Regions from separate parts of the Mus musculus genome. Here all the other regions are linked to region 3. Evidence: chromatin contacts called from public Hi-C and promoter capture Hi-C data. All regions are on one chromosome and are shown on one strand. Each heading gives the region's core, a stretch centred on a gene start, on an enhancer-like site or on the middle of the called end of the contact. The rest is flanking DNA. Distances are from core to core; before and after follow the strand shown.

Region 1 (3,274 bases), core at 726-3,225, 420 kb after region 3:
CCTTCATTGTCCACACCAGGAAGCTGTGGGCTTTCAGGGTCACAGCTTGGCCGAGGCTCCATAACGGTAAGTGAAGGAGTCAGATAAGAATTCAGGGTGCTAAACTCCGTCCCTGCTCCACGCTCTGGTCCTACCACCCATCCCATTTCCTGCTCATATTCCGCTGCTCCAGCCTGGGCTCCTGCATATTGGTTACAGTGTCAGCAGTGGCTTGTCCTTCTGCCTGGTGACATTCTCCCCAGGGCCTCACAGTGATCCTCAAATACTAACAGCCTTGCCTCCAAGGCCCCCATGCCTGGTCCTCCCAAACATTGGGTTCCTGTTCCTACTCAGCAAAGATGCAGAAGCACCCGTGGTCTTGCGTGGGCGTCTCCATGGCTCTGCCCTTGCTCTGGTTCTGTCTCTTTACCCCCTTGCCCCACCCACTACTGCTGCCTCAACTCCAACGATGGCATCCATGACAAGGTTCTCAACCCCCAACCCTTTGCATCCTTGCCCTTCTGCCATGACAGGGCTCCCCATCACACAGACACTTCAAGCTCAGGATCTCTAAACTTTAAATCCTCCCGTTAGCATTGCTCTCTAATGGCTTTTATAACATCCGGCTTAACTTTGGCATTTTATAGTCCCTCCTTCTTGGCTCAGGATTCTCAAATTTTCAGTGTCTCAAAAGAGGGGTCTGTCCCTGGATCTCAGATCTAAGGATTTACTGGTCATATGCATTTCTGAGCACATTTTCTGGCCAGAGTTAGCACCAGAGGATAGAGACTCCACAGCAAAAAAGATTGAGCTAACTTTGAGGAACTTAGAGCTGAATACAGGAAGCATCAATTAAAGCCATTCTGGAAAAAATAAAGAAATGTTTTTATAAGCTCAATTAAAGAACTCTAATAGTGTGAAATGGCTATCACGGTGTGTCAGAGTAGGGGCAGAGGCCAAGGATATCCTAAACAGGGGGAATGGCAGGCAGCATGTTCATCTCTGCTTTAGGGACCCTTGGCCTGTGTTAGGTGGAGAAACTATGCCCAAAGATACCCAGACTCAAATCTCTAGGATCTGTGAATTTGCTACATTATAGGACAAGGGTCTGAAGTTGTAGATAGATGTATTGAGGCTGCCATCAAGGGGCCCTTAGATGTCTTTTCCTGGACGATCCGGGCAGTTTAATGTATTCCCTCAGAAGTGGGAAAGGGGCTGGTGACATGGCTCAGGGTAAGGGTGCCTGCTGCCTAGTGTCTAGCCACTTTGATCAGTTTGATTTACCAGAACTCCATGGTGGAAGGAGAGAACAGACTCTGTCCACTCTGTGAACCGAACAACATGTGCATGCACATTCCCACACAAGCACACAAAATAAATAAACTAAGATTTTTTTTTTTTTTTTTAAAGTGGAGGAAGATGGAAGAAAGCCAAAGAGCTCTGATAGTGGAAGTGGAACAATCGTGTGTGGAAGGTTCTTGGCAGTGATAACATCTATCTATCAAAGATTATGCTTAACACCCATGTGCCCTTAGAGGGCCAGATCCAAGGAAATGCAGAAGGGTCACAGGAGGGCACCCAAGGGCAACGCCAAGACCCTAGGGCCAGGTGCTTCTCCTTCCCCTTCCTGCAGGCCTTCCCTATTCTTGGGGGCAGTGTCTCAAGGACAAGTCCCAAGGGACAAGGTGGTTGGGACAGCTGTGCTATGCCTCCCCACTTCAAGTCTGAGACTAGCTAGCCCTACAGTCTGTCTTCCCTCCCCCAGTTCCAGCACCTCAGACTGCTCTTGGGGGACATCGAGGTGGCTGCCTGCTTTCGGGACACACGTGGCACGAGCAGGGGTCGGCGCCGGGAGCTGGCGGCTGGTCGTGTGGACTTCTCACTTCCCCTCCCCAACCGCCGCGCGTGCAGGTGCCACGCGGAGCCCCGCAGGCGGGGCAGACCCTCTGGACACGCCCCCGTGCGAGTCCCCGCTGCCCGGCAGGAGGAAGCGCCAGAGTCGCCACTGTCCTGAGCACAGCTGGACTCTGCTTCTAACCCCGCGCCAGCGACGTCGCCTACCGCGGCTGTGGGCACCGGATACCGTGCTCCGGTGCCAGCCGGGGATGCGAGCTGCTCCCGGGACGGCATGGCAGCCTCAGGTGGGTAGCAGGCGCAGCGCTCTCCAGCTCCCGGCTCCTGGCTCGCGCGCCCCTGGTCCTTGAGGCTCTCTGACACCACCCTCCCAGTCTTGAGACCTGTCTCCCTACTTCTTTAGTCTTTAGTGAGGGGATTTTGTATTCTTTCCGGTCTTTTCTCCAGTCTCTGTCGCAAACTTCCCCTCTGAACTTTCTCACGTTTCCCCTAACCGGTCTGTGCACGATTCTGTCTTGCTCCTGCCTGGGGCTCGACCTATCCCAGTTTCTAAGTCTTCTTTTCTCCCTTCTAGCTGTAAGTTGCCAAGGGTCGCTTTCTCAGCTCTAACTCTGAGTACTCTGAGGACAGTTGATAGGAGGTGGAGGGCGGATTCTGTAAGAAGCCAGATGCTTCTCTTAGGGTCTTATCCAACCAATAGGGGGCGCTCAGGCAGTCTTAGGTGGTCCAGGGACAGCTTCAGAAGCCCCCTTTGTCCACCGCGATTGTATATCTTCTCTGGAATTTTGGTAAAAAACCGAGACCACACTCTAATTTTACTCTTACTCTGTTCTCTATGTAACTTATGTGCCCAGGGGTAATTGGAATTTGGTGGGCAAATCATCAAAAGGTGCCAGAAGTTTCTTCTGGTTGGTCTTGGGTTTCTTTCTAGCTCATGAGCATATGTACACTTGGCAAGTCCTTAGCTCGCTGAGGTTCAGGACAAACCATGTAAGGACAACGTTGAGAGACAGTTAGTGAGCAGCACCTATACACCTCAGTGGCTATAGGCGTAGTAGATTCTTGGTGAGAACCTTGTCGGTCTGGTCTCTGTTCACCACAGAGTTTTGGTGGTGTGAAAGAAAACAGTAACTAAATGAGGAATTGCTAGATGAGAAGAGAGAGTTGCCATGTTTTCGGTTTGGCTGACTTGTGTTTACCTAGCTCCAGCGTGATGCTTTGAGAGAGAATGAAAACCAGATGATAGCATCTCTTGAGAGAGATCGTGTAGCGTGGGCTGGGGGAAGTCAATGCTTGGGAGGGAAGGGAGCAGATGCTAAAGCCAACTGTCTCCAGATCTGCTAAGGTCTAGCCTTGGGTCATGGTACTTTGGAACGAAGGTAGAAAAGGCTTTGATAATACATGCTTATTATTATTATTGAAGGGGCTGGGAGGGTGGTTC
Region 2 (3,466 bases), core at 248-2,747, 470 kb after region 3:
GCTGGTGTCCAGTGGACAAAAACCAACCCCTTTTGTTTCCCCCACGAGCTCAGTGCTGTCTACTGCTGCGTTCCATGATCGCTTGCTTATGCTGCCATTTGTCAATCCGTTCAGCTGCTAGAGGATGCCTGCTGCTTCCGACTATTGGCAGCTATGGAGAAAGCTGCTGTAAACATCTGTGCACAGGTTCTTCTGTGTACCTACATTTTCAACAGCTTGGGGGAAAACACCAAACGAGTATGGTTGTAGAATTGAGTGGTAAAGCGTATTTGATCTTGTAAGACATTGCCAAAGCGCCTTCCAAAGGGGCTCTTCTGTGTTCCATTCCCACTAGCAAAGGGTGCCTGGTGTTGTATGCCCTTGAAGACATTTGGTGTCATCTCTGTTCTGGATCTTGACTATTCTAAGAGCTGTGCCGTGGTATACCTTGTTGCTTTGATTAGCATTTTTTTTTCTGATAGAATAGGTGTGGATCTTTTTATGTGTGGATTTGCCATCTGTATATACATGATCTTGGGCCTCACTTCACCAGGAGGCCTGTTGATCAGTCGATGCTTATTAAGAGCCCTGCTGGAGAAATCTTACGGGTTCTCGCCGTGGTCTCACCATCTTTGACACCCTCTTCATCTTCATCTTCACACCCCTGCCTGCCTGCTCAGAGCCTGGGTCTTAAGTTTCGTTTCTGGTGCTGTGATTAAACACCCAGACCGAAAGCAGATTAGAGAAGAAGAGATTATCTGGCTTACGATTTCTAGTTACCATCACTGAAGGGGAAGCCAAAGTAGGAGCTCAAGTGGCCTGTCACATTGCATAGCATCGCAACCACAGTCAAAAGCAGAGAGAAACCTAGACTCAGCCTTCCTGCCTCCTCTCCTCTGGATTTCTCCTCTTCTGCAAAAATCAGGACTCTTTGCTTAGGAGATGGTGCCGACACAGTGGGCTGGATCTTCCCACATCAATTAGAAATCACGACAGCCCCTGTCAGATCTGTCCATAGACCAATCTGATCTGGATAATTCCAGTCAAAGCTAACTTCTCAGGTGCTTCTATGTAGTGGCAAGTTGGCAGTTAGAGACTCATCCCTGTCTCTGTCCTGGCTTTTCCAGCTCATGAATGGCCACGGTACTAACCCGGAACCCAGGGGTTCTGACCTTAGGCATGTTGTAAGTGATTGCTTCTTACTGCTGCTGACAGAGAGACATTGGGTAGATGTGACCCTAGTTCCTGTGGCTGTCTGCAGAGTTTCTTACTCTGGTGTAGACAATCCTTTCCCGACTCCATTTTTTTTTTCTTGCCACTCTTCAGTGAGGTGAAGCTTCCAGAAACCCCACAACATTGCTTTTTTTTCTGTCACTCAATGGCCTGCAAAGTGTTTGGCTTTTTCCCCCTATTGGGTCCTCTTTTGTGACTTTAGCGATCCGGTCCCTTCAGCTTGCATCTGTGTAGCCGCTTCCTGCACGGTGACGTGTGGGGCTTTGGGGAGGTGAAGCATGTCTACTAGTTCTTCTTTTTTCTGCTCTTATTCAGTCATGTCCTGTGTCCCATAGATTCTGGCTGTGACTCAGTAACCGACACGGAGCCCGAGGACGAGAGAGAGCTTCCTTTCTCAAAGCAGACAAACCTGCCTCCGGAGATATCGCCTGGGAACCTGATGGTGGTACAGCCGGACCGCATTCGCTGTGGGGTAGGCATCCTGGGGACCTGGTACATCTCCATCAGGGCATCGACTTTCCTAGTAGATGCCTTTGTTTCAGTAAAGGGTGCAAAGGTATCAGGATACATCTTATTAGAACCACCACCTTCCCTCGGGACTCCCATCACCTCGGACACGAGTAGCTTCTTTAAGTCAGAGAATCGAACCTGGGAGTGTATGTGCCATCCATGTAAGGACTCTGTTTCATGAGTGTGTAACATAGGGCAGACAGAATACCAGCAGGCCACAGAGTTAGAGAGAGGCCTGCATATCTTCCAGCTGGCCTAGCCTGGGAAGGAGAAGGTGACACATTGTGGGAGCCTGCTTCTTCATTTACTGGTCACCACCCTGGCCTCAGGGAGGGTGTTAAGGTTTGATAGAGGAAACTTGCTGGCCAATATTGCTTGCTGAAAGATTGCCTAAATACCCAAGCCATGTATGGCTAGCATTTTATGGTTGTCAGTCAGTCACAAGGGAGCTGTTGTGTGAGACTTCGGGATAGTCACCCTATCGTAATATTTCACAGTCCTTCCTTCTCTGATTTAAAACGGGAGGCATTTTGGATAGGTTAGAGCACCAGAATGCTTTCTCCATGGATACAAGCTCTTTGCTAAGCTTGCCACGGTGGCTTCCCAGAACCTCAGGGCATGAGAACATTGGAAATGAGAAGTGGGGGTGGGGGAATCTGACTTTCTCCTTTGCAGTTGAGACCACAAGGTGCTGGGCACAGGCTCCCAGCATCAGAGTTGTCGGTTGTATTTCAGGTTGCATTCAACTCTTAGACATGATTGATCTGGACTTCAGAGTGATTTTAAAATTAGGCATAAAAGTTGGTGTTTCTAAAGAGAAAAGAAGTTGGTGTTTCTTGGTGTCTCATGAGTCAGAATCTGTGATATTAGGCTTAGGCTTTCTGGTTTTGTGTTTGTTTTCCCATGGGACATGCCCGCTGTAGCCTGGTCCCCACCATTCTCTGATCTTCAGTTTTTATTTTTACTTTTGAGGTTTTGAGACCGTCTTTCTACATAGCCCAGGTTGGCCTTGAACTAGTGAACCCCTTTTCTTATCCTCCCCACAGCTGGGGTCACAGGTGTGTACCACCACACCTGGCCACTTCCTGGTTTTTAAATCCAGCCTGTTGTAGCCTCTTTGCAGTCACGGCTGGACTGATGTGGACATTTCTGGCTCCTCTCCCAGTGCCGTGTCTTCCCACAGGTGTGTGGTCAGACTGCCAGGTGCAGTGGGAAGGGTGTTTGGCACCCATGCGTGCTTCATCCCACTCTGTTCAAGTCTTCCTGCTCCCTCTCTGCTGCCCTCTCACTTAGGATCATCCCAGTTGCCTACACTGAGTCTGTGGGCCTAGGGTGTCTGGCCTGTGGTGGGTCCTGACTGCCTGCAGAACTGACAGGCGTTCTTTTGGGCTCCTCATGTTTCTCGGATGAGATGCAGGACCAGGAGTTTGGCAGGAAGGATGACAGCCACAGGTCATGCGAATGGTTATAGTGGCCGCAGCAGCAGCCTGGGCCACAGCCCTCTCATGTCACAAAGTCCACACTTGGAACAGCCTTCGGCATCCCTTTGTGAAGGGTTGCTATGACGACTACATAACAGTCCTGGAATGAATGACTAAGGATGATCTGTGGCTCTGGCCATAGATCTCTCCTTGCCTTTCTGGTTTTGGGGAGGGCCCAGCCCTACCGGTCTTATCTAAAATGATCTTTGCCAAGTTGAGTAAAACAAGAGACAAGTTGAGTGTCTCTTACCTAAAATGCTAAG
Region 3 (3,220 bases), core at 436-2,935:
ATTCTTCAGATACCTTCAGTATGTGTTATAGTTCTGAAGGGAAAGGCTTCCCCATTACCTTTGGGGATGGAAATGGGGTGGGGGTTAGGGGTGGAGGGGTTAGGGTGGGGGAGGGTTGTTTCCCCCAATGCAAGTGTAACACCATCTCTGCTCCAGCAGGGGGAGATGTCCCCAGTGAAAGTGTTATAGCTCTGCTCAGAGATACTCTGGCAGTCCTGAGCCAAGGAATACCACAAAGTCCCACCCAGCATACAACCAACCTCACACAGGAAACTTACTGCAAGGGGAAACCCGCGGAGGGTGGCGGCCTCTGCTGGGGTGAAAAGCGGCAGAAGCTCAGCGGGTTTTGTATAGGGTTTCTTGGTGGGGCGGGACAGGCGATGAAGACAGAGCTTTCCAGGGTGTCCAGGGAGGGAGTGGTGGGATTTTTGTGGCCTGATTTTGGGGCAATTCTAGGGGTTGGTGGGAATTTTGTGCTCAGGGATTGGTGGGATTCTGTTTCTTGGCCCTGATTTTGAGCTTGGGGTCAAGATAGGGTCAAGGTTGCCTGGTCTGGGGGTCAAGTCAGGGTCACAATGTTCTTTCCCTTCACTTTTTACTCTCTACCATCTATATTTTTTGCTTTTAGAAAAGATTTTATGTGTCTCTGTGCATCTGTGCGCATGTGCCCCGGAGGCCAGCTCTGGAGGCTATAGGAAGGCAATCAGTCCTTTGGAACTGGACTCACTGTCTGGCCCTTGTGAACCTTTCAATGCAGGGAATCAAACTCTAGTCTTCAGGAAAAGCAGCAAGTGTTCTTAGAACCACGGAACCATCTCTAGCTGCCCCTTATTGTTAATTGTGAATTTCATATATCAATACCATGTTTTTTTTTTTTTTTTTTTTTTTTCCACCTGCCTCTGCCTCCCAAGTGCTGGGATTAAAGGTATACGCCACCACTGCCTGGCTTAGTCACATTTTCTTGTTGGCCTGAAGTCACCCAAGGAGGCTTGTTTGGATGACCCAAAATTTGCCTCTCTATTCTAGCCAGTGCTTTTGGTGTCTTTATACTGACTTTCCCCCTCCCCCAAATATGTACCCTGAAGATCAGCCCCTGCATACATACACACACACATACATACATTCATACATAAATACATACATACATACACACATACATATATACACACACAAGAGTTTACTTAGGGTAGCTTACAGGAACGTATGCAATTTACCACTGATTATATACCATTGAAGAAAATGCCTTTTCTTCCCTTTTACTAAGCCTATGGATCTTGGGGGTGGGGTGAATGGGGGTTTAAGTGAGTGAGGGGTGATGAGCCCTTTTCCCTAGCAACCGTTAACTGCCTACCGAACTGGGGGATGGGCAGGGCCTCAAGAACCTTTTCTCTTCAAGTGACTTTAAAAACCGACAGTTTTGTAACTCAGAGATTTACCTAGCGGGGAGGGGAGCGCAGCCAGGAATTTGTGACTTGATCCGCGGAACTACATGGGTTAATCAAAACGAGAAACTACATCTCCCGGTAGGCCTCGGGCAGGTGTTTCTCCTGCCCTTTCGTTGGTTCTGTGCTACCAATGACAGTTAGATATTTGAATAGACCAATAGTAGCATGGAACGGTTCTTATTTAGGCGGGGCCATAGGTTCGTCCAATCGTACAGGACTTAGAAAACCATCCTAGCCAATCTAAGGGCTAAGGGGCGGTGCCTGAGGCGGGGCTGCAGACCAAGCTGCCGCGGAAGATGGCGGCTGAGGCGCCGAGTGGAGGGGAGGCGCCGGTCTGCGACTCTGGCCGGAGGTGAGCCAAGTTTTCCGTCCTGCTGCCTAGGAGACGGGACTGTGGGCTAGCGATGTCGCCGCCCTGCCCTTGAGTCACCGTGGTCCACAGGCCCGGGCTTTGTTCCTCTCTCCCGTGGTGTCTACGCCGACGCGCCTGCGGGGGCTGAGGCGGGTCTTTGCGGTCCGTGCTTCCCGCTGCGCTGCTCTCCGCGAGTCCCACGGCCGTGTGTGGAGCCCTCCCGACGCTCTGGCTGCAGACCCCCGGGCCACGGTCATGGTGTCTGCCCTGGCGCCGAGCGTTTTGAGTGGCAACTGAAGCCCAGAGCGGTTTAGAGAATCCCACAACGCCCCGGGAGCTTTAAATGTCCTTCGTGACAGCCTCTGCGCTTTACTCAGAGCCGCGACTTGAGTGATGGTTAAAAGGGATTTTTGTCCCCTAAGCTGGCTGACCTTTCTCGGCTTCAGCCTTCTTCTGTAAATAAACATAACGATACTTATTTCAGAACCTGGACGGGATGACACAACCTATTTAAAGCGCATAGCACCCATCCTGGCAAACACTTCAAAATACGATAGATTTTTATGTTTCCTTGAAATTGTGATCTCATTTCTTCTTTCTGGAACGAGTACTGTCCCTGTCATAAAGTCGAGCCTTTCTTAACCGATTACAAACAAATATTTGGAGTCTGACACACTCCAATAGAATGAGATTACTTACATTGTCAGAGAGTATGATCAATGCTATGCTTTGGTACGGAGTTAGTACAGAACAGAAGAACCAAGAATTTTGGGAAACCGAGTTTGTGAGCCTGATTTTTCCTGAGCCCTGATGGGCTTGTGTGGGTATTGTTACTGTTTTGTATGGAGGAGTTTTCCACTCTTTGACCTTTTATTTCTCCCGGGAACTGTGCCCGTGGGTTGATAAATGTCATTAGATTATCTCTCCTCCGACTCGAAAATCCTGAATTGTAATGAAAATGAGGACAAATGAAATACTGTTCTACAGCAAGAGGACTTAGAATTCTTCCTTGAGGCTGCTGTCAACTGAATGTAAAATTTGAAACTGTTAACTATCTGACCAACACAGTTTTCTCTGAATCTGAAACCCTCTATTGTCGTTACTGAGACAGGTTCTTGCTAAGTACCTCGGCTGGACTGGAACTCCCAGTCTCGTTTCAGCTACCCGTGTACTTGTCAATTGCATATTGCAGGGGATTAGTCTGGGGGTTCTTGTGAGGCTTATTTATTTATTTATTTATTTTTGAAACAGAGTCTCTCATGTAATCCAGGGAACCCCAATCTTGAGCTTCCGAACCTCCTTCCTCTGCCTCCCAAGTGCTGGAATTACAGGCATATGCCACCAAGCCCTGTCTTATGTGCTGCTAGGCAAGCCCCCTACTGACTGAGCTGCATCCCCAGCCCCATTTAATCAATGGGACTAA
Region 4 (3,365 bases), core at 175-2,674, 350 kb before region 3:
GCGGAGAGAAGACTTGCGTCGTTAAGTAAGGTATAGCCAGCAGGCCTTTGCTATCCACCACTTCTGTAGCTGACTCCACCCAAAGACTTCGTAGACGTAGGGCTGCGCAGGGAGAGAGCCAAACTACAACTAAAGACGTCATCCATCATCCATCCTAGCACTAGCTAAAGCCTGTCCCCAGCTCCTCTTGCAGCTGCCTGACTGCATTCTACACCTCCCTAGGCTGGAAGAGGGGGCAGGGAAGGGATGCTCTTCCGACTGCAGGGCAGGAGGGAGGGGGCAATGGCGCAGTCCAAAGACTGGTTCCAATTTGGGAGCCTCCCCCGGATCTACGCGGCGGCGCCTGTCCACGTCTAGCTCTCGACAGGGAATGAGGAAAGGGACTTCCAGGCTTCGCCTGAAGCGGCCCAACTGGGTGTGTGCGTCGGCGCCTCGGATGGCTGCGTGGGTCCCTGGAAGCTGATATCTGGGCTGAGCTGCGGTACAGCAGTCAGACTAGAACTGAACGTCGGGGATCCAGGGCGCGGGCAGTGGAAACGCAGGCAGGGAGAGGGTGCAGGGGCACACCGGCACTAGGCGGCGGCAGGAAGGGTTCGGGAGGGATTCCCTAAACCGATCTGGGCCGCGGTGGAGCGGGTGGCCTCACACCACCTCCTCCTTGCCCTGGTAGCGACGGCAGCAGCCGTAGAGTGCCGAGAGTAGGTAGAGGCCGAGGCAGAGGCCGCCGCAGACAGAGGCCGCCAGGAAGGCATGGTAGGCGCAGGGCAGCCGGTAGTTCTTGAGGTTGCAGTAGCTGTGGCGCTGCGTCTGGTCGATCATGATGCCCGTCGCCGCCCCGTAGAGAGCAGCCGCCAGCAGGTCGTGCGCCACGTTGACCACGAGCCAGCGCGAGCCCAGCACGGGCACCAGCTCCTGCTTGCCCAACAGCGTGATGAAGTAGAGCCCCAGGGTGAGCAGCCAGAAGAGCACGGACACGAAGAGCGCGAAGTGCACCGGGCCCTGGTACTTGCTGGTGGCAATGGTGATCCAGAAGGCGGCTCCGGCCAGCAGCTGCAGCAGCCGCAGCACGCCCAGCGGGCCGCGCAGGAAAGCCCGCTGCAGGCGCAGGGAGCCGCGGGCCGTGCGCGCCTGGGGCGGCGGCTGGCGCGGGGGCGGCGGGAGCATGGCCCCCGGACGCGGCGGCGGCGGCGGCGGCGCCCCGAGCAGCGGAATGGCGGCGCCTTGCTCGCGGGGGCGGCCCGAGCCCGGGCCCGCTGCTCCCGCTGCTCCCGCTGCTCCCGCTGCTCCCGCTGCTCCCGCTGCTCCCGCTGCTCCCGCTGCTCCGAGGCCTGCCCTCCTCCCTCTACTTCAAGTCCTCAGCGCTGCTTCTCATCGGCACCCTTCCTCCCTTCTCTCCTTTTTCTCCCTCTCTCCAGCCCTCCTACTCGCTCTTTGGCCGTCCCCTTCGTTGGTCTCCACCCCTCCTCGCGCCTCCCAGCTTCCTGCCGTCGCGCCCTCCACCCTGGCTACCCCCCCTTTCTCCTCCGCTCCCATTCCTTCCTTCTGCAGCCAGGGCTGAATGCCCGCACCCCCCTGGCCCATGACAGGCCTTTTGCCCAGGCTGCTGGGCCAAGTTTGCCACATCTGGAGCCACCCCAGCCCTTCCTGCCTCGCAGGCCTGGCCGATCTTAGGTCTTCGAGAAGAAAGCTACAACAGCCTCTGCCCAGCCTGTGGCTGGACCCTCTTGATTCTCTCCAGTCACAGGAGACTGGAGACATAATTCTCTCCCATCGAGGCGTCCCATCAAGCCTGAGTAAGCAGGAGGTCTGAACTGACAGTTGTTCTCACTGGGACATCCTCAGTACCCTTCACTTGCCCACCACAAACTCGCCTGTCCAAAGCTGGTCTCAGACTGTCTTGCCATGAAGGTCTCTTGGTCAGTGTAAGAAAACTATCACTCACTGGAGGCCCAGCTGCCTTACCCACAGCGCACAGAGCATAGCAACGCCAAACACTTCGACCATTCCTTCCTGGCCATCTTTGCGTCTTGCTTAGATTAAAAACATGTCACCTAACATGGTCAGGACAGGCCTAGGTCTCAGAGATGGCATGTCCCGTATGCTTAACTATTGACCTAGATGGCAAGGATCCCAACGATGCCAAGGTTCATTGACATTACAGGGCCCTCTCTATGTAAGCTTCCCGCGACCCAAGACAGGAGAGCAATAGTTGTTTTCATTTTTCCTGAAGACTGAAGGGTTTCAGACCAGGAAGCCAGAGATGGCTTCTCTGCTCTCCACCCCACCAAAGAGCCAACCTTTGTGCTTCAGCAATGTTACACAACTGACCTGGCTGTTCCCAACCCAGTATGGAGCTGTGTCCTGTCAATGTGGCACATTACATAATCTGTCCCCAACCAACTTCCAGTTTCTTGGGTTTTTTCCACTTCCTTCCCCAACTCATGTCCAAACTCTGTCACTTATGAACTGCAAGTTTCCCACATGAACTCAGAATGCTCTTTATTTTCCAGACACTCCCTCACCAGCAGACATACCCAGTTTAAGCACTTACTGGTTTAAGGTTGAGCTCCCCACATTGACAATTATTTGTTTGTCTGGGCCTCCATTTGAATCATCCCTAGTTCTGAGTCTACTACATCAAAAACTGGTCTATTCTGGCTTATCCATCTTTGCCTGAGCCTGGCATGTAGGAGCCCCTCAGTACATACAAATGGAGTTGCTTGCCAATTGGCTGCAGGAATAGTACTGGACCTAAGTGTGGTGATTTGAATAGATACATCCCACATAAACTCACTGCTTAGCCCATAAGGATTGGCACCGTTAAGAGGTGTAGCCTTGTTGGAATCAGTGTGGCCTTGCTAGAGGACCTGTTTCACTGTGGCTGTGGGCTTTAAGGTCTCATGTGCTCAAGCTGGAACACTGTGGAACACAGTCTCTTTCTGCTGCCTGCGGATCAAGATGTAGAATTCTCAGCTCCTTCTCCAGCACCATGTATGCCTGCATGCCACCATGCTTCTTGCCATGACACTGTAACAAGAGTTTTAGTGGTAAGGGTATCTCTTCACAGCCATAAAACCCTAACTAAGACACTAAGCAAGCCACATTTGCCTACAGGACAATGCCTGCATCAAACCACAGCTGATCATACACTTCAGAGTCCCATCCCCTTGGCCTGGAACAGTAGGTGCCCTTCCCTGCAGCCTGGTTCCCCTTTGAAGAAAAAAACTTTGGCCTGTCACTGCCACCCCAGTACATACTACTCAAGAAAGCTCCAGATGCATATTATAAATGCTTAAATTGTGGTGTGTAGCATACCCACACAAGACAGCATAGCCTTTCTTACTTGAGTTCTGTCCCTTAGCAAC

Evidence for each region. Promoter capture Hi-C pulls out the DNA fragments that hold promoters and counts their contacts. Hi-C and Micro-C count contacts between places; a contact is called where the count stands out from the background. Capture Hi-C pulls out chosen DNA fragments and counts their contacts.
Region 1: a promoter capture Hi-C map of pre-B cells shows a contact between it and region 3, with 5 times the contacts expected there. The contact joins the promoter of Pik3ap1 here to the promoter of Arhgap19 in region 3. A contact is called at or near these places in 15 of 39 promoter capture datasets (the 3T3-L1 cell line, the C10 cell line, the HPC-7 cell line and 11 more), 1 of 115 datasets of contacts at active chromatin or transcription factors (pancreatic cancer cells) and 2 of 9 other capture datasets (liver and macrophages).
Region 2: a Hi-C map of B cells shows a contact between it and region 3, with 15 read pairs. The contact joins the enhancer-like site here to the promoter of Arhgap19 in region 3. A contact is called at or near these places in 2 of 39 promoter capture datasets (embryonic stem cells and hippocampal neurons), 1 of 15 datasets of contacts at CTCF or cohesin (pro-B cells), 1 of 484 Hi-C or Micro-C datasets (B cells), 3 of 115 datasets of contacts at active chromatin or transcription factors (astrocytes, memory CD8 T cells and pancreatic cancer cells) and 2 of 9 other capture datasets (embryonic stem cells and liver).
Region 4: a contact with region 3 is called in a promoter capture Hi-C map of adipose tissue. The contact joins the promoter of Marveld1 here to the promoter of Arhgap19 in region 3. A contact is called at or near these places in 2 of 39 promoter capture datasets (neutrophils and pre-B cells), 2 of 484 Hi-C or Micro-C datasets (ECoMG myeloid progenitors and the MNK3 cell line), 4 of 115 datasets of contacts at active chromatin or transcription factors (bone marrow-derived macrophages, embryonic stem cells, memory CD8 T cells and 1 more) and 2 of 9 other capture datasets (adipose tissue and liver).

Annotation. Positions count from the first base shown.
Region 1 is chr19:41,383,803-41,387,076 of GRCm38.p6, reverse strand. Pik3ap1 (phosphoinositide-3-kinase adaptor protein 1) reads left to right here and starts at 1,975. Exons shown (of 17, transcript NM_031376.4): 1 at 1,975-2,120. The coding sequence starts at 2,108.
Region 2 is chr19:41,330,427-41,333,892 of GRCm38.p6, reverse strand. Pik3ap1 (phosphoinositide-3-kinase adaptor protein 1) reads left to right here. Exons shown (of 17, transcript NM_031376.4): 3 at 1,548-1,684. Among named protein-coding and RNA genes, the nearest start is that of Gm52406, 49 kb to the right of the region's middle. Within about 2 kb of position 1,497, at least 114 of the 459 cell types and tissues checked have an H3K27ac peak or open chromatin away from gene starts, as enhancers often do. A contact at or near this core is called in B cells, memory CD8 T cells and pro-B cells, where this site is marked.
Region 3 is chr19:41,800,549-41,803,768 of GRCm38.p6, reverse strand. Arhgap19 (Rho GTPase activating protein 19) reads left to right here and starts at 1,685. Exons shown (of 12, transcript NM_027667.3): 1 at 1,685-1,797. The coding sequence starts at 1,742.
Region 4 is chr19:42,145,448-42,148,812 of GRCm38.p6, reverse strand. Marveld1 (MARVEL (membrane-associating) domain containing 1) reads right to left here and starts at 1,424. Exons shown (of 2, transcript NM_183195.2): 1 at 1-1,424. The coding sequence starts at 1,164. The coding sequence ends at 643.